2 separate regions of the Mus musculus genome follow, and region 1 is linked to region 2. The links are chromatin contacts, called in public HiChIP or PLAC-seq maps. All regions are on one chromosome and are shown on one strand. The core of a region is the stretch at or near the end of the contact, and the rest is flanking DNA. Distances in the headings are between cores, read along the strand shown.

Region 1 (6,488 bases), core at 1,534-4,033, 210 kb after region 2:
GAACCCATCAGAACCAGTAGACTCTGGCACATTCACTGCAATTTTAATCTTTAGACTATCCTTAGCAGTATCAGGTCATGGCCTAGCACCCGGGAGCATCTGATTTTTATTGGAAGGAACAGGAAGACTAGAGCCAACAGCTAAGGGTGAAAAGCAAGGCGGCATTCTGCTGTGAAGAATGACAGAGCAGAACAAGGGGCTGGGAGGGCCACATGCTCATCTCTGAAGAGTTTATGACTCTGAACATTCTCCATTCTATATTTCCAGATAGGTGAGAGCCATATGCACCTGTTGTTTGTGCATGTGTAGTTCAAAAGAGCTTGAAAATTCTTGACATTAATTCATTGCATAAAATAATGGGTTTTGTTATGATTTTCCTATTGAATTATTAGGGAGGGCACAAATAAAACAAAATGAGCATGCAAAGTTACCACAATTTTTCCTATGCAAATATAAGAGAGATACATTGAAGAAATGCAATCTCAATAATAAAACTAATTCACCCTGAAGACTATTCAAGATAAATGGGTATTTCATGTGGGGTGATATCTTCATCTGAATATTTGGTAATAAAACAACATGTAAAATAGAACTCTCAGTTCTTTCAAAAATAAACATAAATATGGTTGTTGTTTATGCACGTGTTTATGAAGGTCTGTACTTGACAGCAATCCCAGAGTGCTACCAATGTGAAAGAAAAATTCTTATTCAGGATTCCTGGGTCCCAAGGATATTTGGGAACACTTGCAGAATAGCTACATGTTGTCACTCAGCACCATTCTCGCCTATGCCTTTTCCACTTGGGACTATAGCAGGCAACTTGTACACATGGCTGTTGAATGTATATAAAGCAGAGAAAATTAAAAGTTGGTCTTCTGTTAGAAAATCAATGCCTGGGCATCAGCTCTAGAAGACTGATTACTTCCTGTGGGGAGGTTTTTGTGCTGCGTGATTTAAACAACTTAAAGAGGTGAGAATGAGACAAGAGAACATTTTCACCTGCGTTTTGCCTTAAATTTTCTTATACCAATAAATTTTCTTCCTAATCTTTTTGTTCCTTAATCTTCTGATTAAAGTTGTTTCTTAAAATTAGGCTTAAAGGCTTTAACTATTCAGAAAAAAAAAAAAAAAACCTCAAGATTTTGAAATTCTTTTAGTGATCTGAGTTTCACCAAAAGAAAGGAGGCACCACCGGAAATAGGGTAACTGGTTGAGGTGATTAGAAAAGCCAGAGGGTTATCTTTCAAAAACTGCAGTTGTCAAATGGAGATTGGTCCTCAAGATAATTCAGGGTTCTTTTCTTTGTGGTACTTTGTTCTGTGCTTCAAAAGGAATCTTTGCATTTGGGGACAAAAATGGCATTAATTGAGTGTCACAGTGTGTCTTATCCAATCCTCAGGAAAGTTTTTATCTTTGGAATAAGAGTTAGGGTATGTGGGGGTCATATGTGAGGAGAGTGTAGGGCACATGCGTCGTGAGATGCCAGGCACTGATAGGCACTGCAGTGCTCTATAAGCTAAAATAAACTTCAAGACAGACTTAAATCTAATCGGTGACTTTAAAAGGTAATTTTGCAGTTGAAACCTGTTTTCAGAAATCTGGAGGCATAGAGTAAATGCCCTTCCAATGTCATTACACTTGAGTTCTGTTTTCTCTCTTTTGAAACTTATATTCTGAAACACAGGGGCATGTCTAGGATATACTTGTTTTAAGGCATAGAAACATACAATAAGCACACTTTGTTTTATGAGTGTGCTGTGGTGAGCTTTCAGACCAGTGATTCAGAAAGACATTTCAGTTGAGCTGTCTGAACTCACAAACTGGTTCTTTGAATATACATCACTAAGTTTTACCTAAACTCGCCCCCTCTCATGGATGTTACCTAAGCTTATTGTGTAACCACTGCCCTTGGTTTATGAAAGGACATGTCTGTCTTTGCTCTTGATCATGCCATCTGCCCACAGAAGGGAAATTTCCAGGCCAGTAATTCTGTTTTGCAACATTCACAGTTTTGCTAACCCCATAATGTAGCAGGAAGAGAGCTATTGTATAACATACAGATTACTGTCTGCAAGTCTGTTGGGGGTTGAGCTGTCCACAGGGGGTCCTTTTAGAGAAGCTGAAATTGGATATTTTCAAGGTAGAGGCACACTCCGGAGGACTCAGGAATCCCTGACTAAGGGCACTGAAGATCCTGTGCGAGCATCACATTCATGTCCTACAAGGAACTGATACAGAAATACCCTTCTTGTCTGCCATAGCATTGACCCTGTGCTAAACTGACTTCCAATGAGAGCTAAGGGCATTTTCCAGACAGAGAATGAAGAAATCCTTCTAAATTCCACCGCTGTGGCTTCAACCCCGCTCCAAATAAATAGCTCTGCTCCAATCATGTCGGAGGAAGGTAGTCGACATCTTTCTCTCTCTCTCCTCCGCACTGGGGATTTTCTAGTAAGTCATAATTCAATCCTTCATTAGAGGGAAGAAAAAATGTAAATTAAAAAATATCTCAGCCAAGCCATTCCCAGCAGCAATAACGGAAATCTCTGCTGGCTGAAGAAGAGGCCGCCAGACTACTATCAGAGCCTCTCTGTTTGCTATCAGTTTAGACCACAATTAATTTAAAATTTCTACTTCCAAAGTAAAGTGAGGGAATACAATAATCCCAATTTACTTTTTTAATAAAAAGCTTAAGTGGAAAGAGTCCACCGGGGATACTCAGCCCGGGCCAAGGTAATTCAAATCAGGGGGAGAGGCTCCATTTAAAATGCACAGTCACAGGGCAGCCGGTGTCTCTTCCCAGAATACTTCCTCTGGGCTTAAGCTGATTCTTTTATCTCTCCCCACCCCCTCTTCTGTTTTTTATTTTTTTAAGTGAAGTTGGACTTGCAAACACTAGCGGTAATTGCCTTAAAGAAAAAGCAATTCCAAAGAACCAGGAAGCTGTTTTCAAAGAATCCCCTTCAAAAGCTGGAGGCAACAAAAGGATGAAGATCCTGAAACAGATTGCACCCAGCATACAAAACATTCATCCAGAAACTGGGATCTCCCTGAACAAATGTGTTGAATCTTGTGCACAGGAGAAAGGATGGAGATTTGGATATGCAGACAAATGAGGAAGGAGTCTGTTGTTTATGATGCCAGATGATCTGATTAAGGCCAAAGGAAGCTACAGATCACAGAGGGTCACAGATGCCCTGGTTAAGATAATCTAGAATTTCTGGTTTAAGTGATAAGATAAAAACAGCAGAACCATTTTTACTTCACCAGAACTAGTGTTACAGACCCATTACACAAGGCTGTTCTTGGAACACAGGATTGGCAGAGCCAATGAAACTTGGTACAGGATGCAAGCGCTACAGAAGAAACACTCTGCCTGTCAGCATCCTAAGGCCAACTAGAATGGATAGAATCCTTATGGAGTCCATCTGCAGACAATGCCAATCACATCTCTTATCTCCATGACAACACAGATTTCTGTTTTGCTTTCATTTTTTTTTTTTACCTAGTTGCAGACCTCCACATTCTGTCATTGTATATGATCATGTGCCAATGTCTCCAACAGATCCACCTGTGACGCCTTTGTCACACACATTCCATTCCTCTATTACTGTATCAGCATGAAATAATGACTTTCAAATTAAGTTTTGTCTCCTCTCTTTTCTAAAACTCGGGAGTTACATAACCAAGTGTCTGTCAAAAATCCCCTGAAGTTCCTAAAGGCATCTGAAATCAAATACCATACTCATTATTAAATTCATGCTTTTGGGCCTTGCCTTCTTTATTTTTATTTATTTATACTTTTTTATCCCTCCGACTTTCCTTGTAACAGTAAACTCCAATGTGATATACATGCACGGGAGCTTTTGGCTGGGTGAGGACTTGAGGGTGGAGCTCTCACTGCAATAGAGAAGACACAAAATAAGAGTACACAGGAAGTGAGCAGTTCTCTACAAGAGCCAGGAGCTAAGAAGGACACCCATCTTGATGGCATCCTTAACTTCTTAGAGTTTAGATCAACAAGAACTCAGTGTGTGCCACAGACGAAATCATTCAATCTGAGTTTTGTTCGGGTAGCTCAAGTGAGCCAGTTCCCAGTGTATCCAGTCAAAACAAGACAAAGACCAAGCACAGATTTCTGACCTTTCTTCTCACTTGACTTGCAAATTTTATTACTTTCTACATTTGCATTGAATGTCCCTTTATCTAACTTTTTAACATGCCCTCATTTTTTTTTTTCCCCTCTGCCACTCATCTAATTTGGATCTTAGTCTATACTATCTGGATCGTTTTAATAGCCTCAAAAATGACCTCTGTATCTCCAGGCTCTCTTCATTTGCACCACACCCCCACTTTTGAAACCTTTGTAGTGATAAATCACCAATCCTTACACAATGTTAATTTAACTGTGCTGAGAACTTGCTTAAAAAATCCTTCAATGACCTTTCACTAATTTTAGGAAATTAAGAGGAGTAATGATTCCATATTAAGACTTATTTTACTGTTTGACCTTTGTCATTTACTGTCATGCTGTGCTGTGCTGTGCCTCACTTGTATTTCCCTAGACATAGTGCAGTTCTTCTTATTTTGCTGACCACCTCTATTGCTCCCTCTACTTGAAAGGTTACACACTCCAAATTAGCTTAGCAAATTTCTATTTTTCTTTCAAAATGGAGTTCAAATGTTACCTTGTTTGTAAAGCACTTTTAACCCTTTCTTTTTGCTTTCTTTAATATTTTGAAATTATTAAAGATGAGCAGGTAAATAAATTATTTGTTAAGTGGTAGAACTGTGTCAAAGATTAAAACCTTTAAAAATAATTTTACCTTGTTCAAATTTCCAGAATAAAGTTAATACTAATATCTAACCCTTTAATAAGTGCATAATCTCAGTGGTAATGTATTAAAATTGATTTCTAGTCCTTTAACTGAATTAAATAGTCTTCAGGTTTTTTTTTTAATCTGTTGATTAGAAGAAGCAGAGTAAAAAATATTTGGGGGGTGCACTCATATTGAAACATTTCAATCATCAGGCAGGTATTCTTTTGGTATCATCTCAAACAATTATTTGCCTAACTGTTACTGTCCACATTGTCCTACAGATGTGCAGAGAGTCACATGGGGCAACATTAGATATAAAATATACACATTTACAAGAGTACAAGAACCTGTAACTTGTTTGTGTTTCCACAATTTGTTCAGGGGCCCAGGTCACATTGACTATTGTCTACAAAATAAGCTTTTCCAACACTCTGTGCATATCAACACACAATATCACTACCATAATGGTTTTTGTTTTGTGCTAATAAGGAAGATGAATGGTAAAAACATCTGAATTATCCAGAATCTGATCAAGGGATTTTGAGTGTGTCTTTTAAAATAATCTTTTCTATGAACAAAGCCTTGGTAAGAGACCTTTGAAATATACTGATATTAGTATTTCAGAGTAGGCCCTAGCATTATATAAGTCTAAGTAAACTAGATTTGGCTGTATCCTGATGTGTGATGACTATTCCATTTACCTTTCATGTCAAGGGTCTGTGGATAAGGTTATTTCACCAGAAAGAAGTAGACATAAATTATTTCTTTGAAACTACTTGGGAAAGATTATTACAGTAGTAGAATAGAAGGCTTGCCTGGATAAGAACATCTCTTCTATCTGACTTTTGGGACACAGACCATCAATACAAGATGCTCCAGCCTTTTGGAGTTTCAGGGAAGCTAGAGTCAACCAACAGAAGAGAGATTGAGTCACTGGCCTTATGAAAATAAATAATTTTCTGGTAGTTCCTTTGTCGTGTCTTTAGCTTTACAAATAAACACACAGCAAGAAAACAAATATCTTCCTCTAAGTTCTCCTCAATGTTCCTCTGCATTGTTTCAGAGTCCAACCTTATCAGTTCAAAGCAGGATACACAGAGGAGACATTTGCAGTGTGTCAATTCAGGGTGGCCAGTGTAGGTAATTTTGGTTATCTACTTGACTGTTCAGGAGACCTTCAAGGATGGAGGTTTTGGGTCTGTCTATGACTACATTTCCAGCAATGACTATGTTAGGAGGGCTTTGACATAAGCAGTGAAACAATAACTTAATTTCCTAAAATGCTTACAATCTTTGAAGGTAGAAAAAGGTAGAGACTTGAAAGAAGAACTAGGATCTGGCATCATGCACTACATATCGCTCTGGCATCTTGTTCTATTTTATCTTTCTGCTGTTTTCGGTCTGCTATGAAGAAATTCTTCAACCACCTGTGCTATATACTTTTGCAACAAAACAAGTACGGAAACATAGATCCAAATAATCCTGGGTGAATCCGATGAAACAATGAACCAAAATGAACACCTTTTCACTCATGTTGATTTTCTTGGATATTAAGTCAAGTTGATAAAAATGAGGCTAAAGACAACATCATCATTCCAGAGCCAGAGCATGGGTGAGAGCATGTGTTACAGAGGATACCTTTGTGAGCAGGGCACTAGAGAAAGTAGA
Region 2 (5,866 bases), core at 252-2,751:
GGAATATATTTGAATATGGATGTTCCAATGGGATGCTCCCTCTGATAGTCACAGGGATTAGCTGTGGCATTTGCACAGCTGCCAAACAATCAAGAAGGGAAACAACTCCTATAAGGTCACACAACTTTGGAGTATCTTCATTTATTTCCTTTCATCTGTTAACTGTGGATCAGTTGATACACAGTAGTCATTTCAAAAATGTTCTTATCTTTGTGGACATAAAAGAGTGAAAACAATGTTTTCAGTAATAGCCATTGTTATTTGAGGAACCACTCCGAGATGATAAGGAATGTGGATATGTTAACCTGTTTGTTATTATCAATAATGATGAAAGAGTGTTATCACTCCACTTCACAGTGGAGGAAACTGACTTCCAGACCTCATATATCACCCTTCTCCAAGATAATCAGATATCCTAAGTAAAGGGATTTAAACTCACATTTGTCTGATACAAAGGCTTGGGTGCCAAATATGTGAATAACTTCAGTGTATTGCCAGATAAGCAGCTCAGATCTTTGAGAGAATCTATCTGCATATCTTTGTTTCGTGACTAAGGAGAAAGCAAGCAGTTATTACAATTGAATGATTATGATTTCATGATCAGGACTCGGATAACATTTTACAGATGTATCCTTCATTGTGTTCTTACAAAGAGCACCATTTAGTAAGAACCCAGAAAGTACTTCTCCAAACTTTGATGTGTCTCAGAATACTCTGGAAAAACTAATAAAGAACATGAAGGTCCAGATTTGGTATATAAAACAAAACCATGTGGCTGGGGTCTTGGTATTTTCACTGAATCTTTTAAATGCATGTCTATGATGGCCATCAAAGTTTAAGAAACACTCTGGTGTTTGTCAAGAAATTAGTTGTGGTATTAGTTATAGAAGGTCACATAGAGTTGTAAGCCAAGTGATGGTAAAACCAGAATTTTATGCATATGTTATTATCAAATATTCAATGAAGACTTTTCCATACTGCTCTATGGGATGAAATTTCGAAGAGTAGTTAATACATGTAATAAATACATTGTTTCCCACCCATCTGAGAACTTTTGGTGGTCGAATTTCTTTCATGACTATTCATAATACTCAGTAAAATATAAATAATTTCAATAATTTCTGAAATAAAAAAACACTCCAAGATTTTATTGAACTAAGTTTTATCAATTTTTGAAAAGTTGTACTTGCCAAACCCAACTATACTTTTTACTACATATTTTACTATATAATTTTACTACATATAAATGAATATACTCAGGGTGCAAGCCTGAGAAACATCAGTGCAAGAACAAAATAACATAATAAAAGGCAAAATTAAATTTTAGCAAGACTCTATATTGAAAGAGATGAGAGTATTCTTGCTCCAGGTATGTAACACCCCCCGCCCCCCAGCCTGAAACTTGCTGATTCAGACTTTGACCTTGCTGCCACTAAGGAGATTACCTAGGGTGGAGCCCTCTTGCCTAGATGACTCTATTGTTCTGCCACCAGCCATGCTGAGAGGCCTCTGAGATATTCCTGAGGTTACACCCTATCCTGCACATTGTCACCTGCAGCTGGTTCCAGGCTCCAAGAATGGATTAGTGGGGGGTGGGACTTCCCCCCCCCCTTTATAAGCACAGTTTTCTATTAAACTTTTGAGGCTTGATCAGGAACCTTGACTTGGCATCCATTTTTCTTTCGACCGCCTAGTTTCTGTCTTTTCAGCTCCAGTTTGCCTCCCAGGAGTAACCCTGGTCCATGTGAGCCACAGGCTGGCTCCCAACACAGGTAAAAATGTGAAAATGTAACAGACTACTGGAATAGTAACAAGGAAACTCACAAATATGTAATGAAGGGCTATGTTGAAAGAGTAAATATTTTAATGAGTAGAGTTGTGATGCCATGACAAGAAGAATGTGATAGAAAGGAAAAGTGAGATTTGTGGCTTTCAAGATTTTAATGAGATTCGTGGAGAGTTCTATGTAATAAGATGTATATGTTAAAAAGCTGTAATGAGGTGAATACGTGAGATGGTTTAATGAGCTATGTCTCAGGAAGTGTCCTGTAAGATGGGCATCCTTCAGGCTGAAATGAGATGGGTGAAAGGAAAGTGTAATGAGCTGGTCACATAAAGGAGAAACATTATAATTACATGCATAAAGGAAGGAAAAGAGAGTATATAAATTTTCAAAATATGTAAGATATAATGGGAACTTGGTTTTAGTGTAATAAGATGCAGAAATGAAATGACAATGAGATACAAAAATGGAATCGTGTAATGAGATATGTAAGGACTGTGTAATGAGATGTGCATGTTTAAGGGGTCTAATAAGATGCAAGTTGGGAAAGGTGTAATGAGATGAGCACGTTAAATAATCTAATGAGTGGCATGAAGGAAATGATGTCATGTCACAGGAAAATTGAAGGAAGAAATGAGATGTACATTTTAAGGACCACGATAAAATGGATGAAAGAAACCAAAGAGGGTAAGAAGATATAAAAATCAAATCTTGTTATTATGGGGGTGGTGTGTGTAATAGAAGAGGTGTGTCCCTCGTGTCATCTTTGAGATCATTCTTTTCCAAATACTTATCCAAACATATACTAGGCACATTCTTTTGAAAACTGTAGAGATTTAAATGATTCTCATCTTCAATGAACCATATATACCTACAGGAATATTCAAAGTTAGGTAATAATGCAGTAAAAAAAATGTTACAAGAATGGAATTGTTTATTCATCAAAATATTTACATATTTGAGGTAGTATTGCCTTGTACTCATTCCACTTACTTAATGCTGTTAAATGTTTTTGTCTCTTTTCTTCCTCTACTATTTATTCTTACTTTAGTTGACCTTGTCTTTTCAGAAACTCAGACTAATATTCCAATAACCTATTCTATATTATTTCCATCTTAAAAACAAAACAGAAACAAATAAAATATAACACAAATGTATTTTTATTATTTGTTTTTTTTAAATATATTAGACTATAGCTAGCTTCCTGTGCAATGATTGTAAGATAGCTGTTTGCTCTTCCTAATGAGGATTAGATCTAATTCAACTGTTTACACCCATTGGCAATAAACCTGAATATTTATTAATTCTTGGGTAATTGGTAAGACATAGTACTGGGAGATATTACTCATAAGACTCCAAATAAATAGTAGACTTGGTAATAGTGAACACTCAGTAACAGAGAGAAATTGAGGTAGTTTACTTTCAGAGAGTCCTCAAAATCCAGATTCTTCAACACAGAGCACTTTATTCATGTGTTTCTTGAGGAAACTGCTCTTTACTCTAAAGCACCAACTCCTCAATGAGCATGCCTTGTTTCTTACCAGGCATTTCTTCACTTCATCTACAAACACTTCTATATATTCAGAAGCTCAAGTGCTATTTTAATCAAACTTGGAAAGAATTAACAGAGTGATTCATTACTGATCTCCTCAACTTGAGTACTTGTTGTCTCAGATCTTGCCCTTCAGTATTCTTCAATCCAAAACAGCCTCCTGGGATGACAAACCCAGGGAAATCTGCAGTGGCCTCACTTTTTGTCTTAATGTTTGTATTCTTTGTTAAATTCACCTGGGAAGGCAGATAGTAACAAAAATAAAAACAACAACCCCAAAACTCTTGTTCAATAAATGCAGCTGTGCAGTACTTGTAGCATGCTCAATCAATTACGTAGAATGACCCATAGCAGGTACAGCATAATGGATCCAAGACCCAGAGACAGCCTCAACTTTGTTCTAGGAAGCATACACTCTGCAGGTAATAGAGGAAGTGCATCTCTACTTTCTCAGGACACTGGCCTGTTTTCACTTGTCCTTTGTCCAGTCAAACCTTATCAAGGATATTGATTTATTCCAAATATTTTTCTCAGCTTTTTCAATCCTCTTCATTCTCCTGGACCTTTGAGCTAATTCTGGTGATATATCCCTTGTGACTTCAGCCAACTATTCAGCCATACAGATCATAGTTGTCTTCTCTGGCAAGGTCTATCAATTCCTCCATAGATTGGGTTGCTTTTCAAGTCATGATGAGTATCAACTTCAGCTTGAAATGTTCTATGTACTATATTCTCCTGAAAATAGGTTTTCTCACTTTATCCATTCTTGACTGTTCAGTGCACTCCAGGCACTGCAGGCACTCCTATTGTATGCTTTGACATTTTTGGCCTCTACAGTTTCTGCTGCTAGAACGAATACACAAGATGCCAGACTTGTGAAACTGAGGTTACTCCTGCTTTCAGCATGGATGACAACCCACTGTCTAACTTGCATACAGTCACCTCATACAAGAAATGAGTCCTTGCTTTTACCTGTTCTCCAAGCTTTCCATAGAGTATTCTGATTTTAAGGTTGTTTTTGCTGTTCATTTATTTGTTTTATCAGAACCTGTTTTCTTCCTCCAGCTACTCCAAGCTACCTTTCCTTCAACTCTCCCATGTCCGTGTTTCAAGATGATAATACCTTTTTATATGATTATATTTGTTACATGTACATGTGTATTCACAAACTCCCCATCCTTATCTATCTATCTATCTATCTATCTATCTATCTATCTATCTATCTATCTATCATCTATATCATTTTTTGTTGATAATAGAGTTTCAAAGTTGAGCAGGCTTGATTGGACAAACAATAAGTAGGCTCAACCATGGGAGATGCTAACTCTTCTTCTATAACAGTCAATAGTTGCTTGTTTTGTTTTCATGTTTTTTGTTTGTTTTTGTTTTTTTATTTTTTGTTTTTTGTCTAAGAGTAGGACTGATCGAAACTTTTCCCCTTCCAAGGGAAGGAAGAAATTAAATAATCCTACCCAGCCATAGCACCTGTGCTTCACAACAGTTACCATCAGGGTTAAAATAAGCATTACGTTTGCAGGATTTGTCATTCACATTTTGGTGCCAATGATCATGTCTTAAACTCTCTTCAACAGGCAGGACATCATTCCTGGTATTGAAAAACCTAGCTAGTTTCCTGGGGCTAGTGAGGCTATGAACCTTACAAAAGAACCTACTACTGTTACTTTGATAGACAAGCATAAATCTTTTGATATTTTAAAACTTGCTCTTTTACTCACTGATAACTGTATCTACCATTACTTATCAAAGGAAGTTTCTTTTTATGACAAATAGAGACTATCATAGAAAACAGTAATTGGACACAATGTAGATATCAACAGATCGTGTGGAATCCAGAATCTATGAATATATCTACATTTTAGATCTTACATCAATGGCCCAGAAAAAAAAATGAAGAAGAGAGGCAGAACATTTGTGAGACCCAGGGTTCCAGGGGTTGACTGTGAAACAGTGTCTCCCAGAAATGACCGCACAAACAATTTGATTTACACAAAGCCCTATCTAGTTCAGTTCTCAAACATCTGCATCCAGGAATGCCAATTCTCCCGGATTACTTTTTCCTCCAAGGAAGGACAGTCACAGTGGAACCCCATTTCAACCTTTGGAGATGGAAATGATCATAGATTTATCCCTAATATGCCTCATTGTAAATACTTGAAATTTTGTGTGTAATTTTGTGTGTGTGTGTGTATACACACACATATGTATATATATATATATATATATATATATATATATATAGATATATATATACATATGTAGATAGATAGATAGATAGATAGATAGATAGACAGACAGACAAGGATGAGGAGTTTGTGAATATATATACATGTAACAAATATATACATACATACATACACACACACACACACACACACACACACACACACACACACACATATCCTAAACTGCAAACATTTCTTCCCTCATCGCACTCTGCTACCTTCATGTAGAAGGAGAACTTGAGAACACTTTAAAGTGACGAATATGTGATTTGAATAAGTGATTCTCAG

The links. HiChIP or PLAC-seq counts read pairs in DNA pulled down with a chosen protein or histone mark.
Region 1: an H3K27ac HiChIP or PLAC-seq map of embryonic stem cells shows a contact between it and region 2, with 4 times the contacts expected there. The contact joins two enhancer-like sites. A contact is called at or near these places in 3 of 484 Hi-C or Micro-C datasets (the G1E-ER4 cell line and embryonic stem cells), 4 of 115 datasets of contacts at active chromatin or transcription factors (all in embryonic stem cells) and 1 of 9 other capture datasets (embryonic stem cells).

Annotation. Positions count from the first base shown.
Region 1 is chr12:45,830,713-45,837,200 of GRCm38.p6, forward strand. No RefSeq gene overlaps it. Among named protein-coding and RNA genes, the nearest start is that of Gm33811, 140 kb to the right of the region's middle. Within about 2 kb of position 2,784, at least 16 of the 459 cell types and tissues checked have an H3K27ac peak or open chromatin away from gene starts, as enhancers often do. A contact at or near this core is called in embryonic stem cells, where this site is marked.
Region 2 is chr12:45,621,565-45,627,430 of GRCm38.p6, forward strand. No RefSeq gene overlaps it. Among named protein-coding and RNA genes, the nearest start is that of Gm33680, 160 kb to the left of the region's middle. Within about 2 kb of position 1,502, at least 3 of the 459 cell types and tissues checked have an H3K27ac peak or open chromatin away from gene starts, as enhancers often do. A contact at or near this core is called in embryonic stem cells, where this site is marked.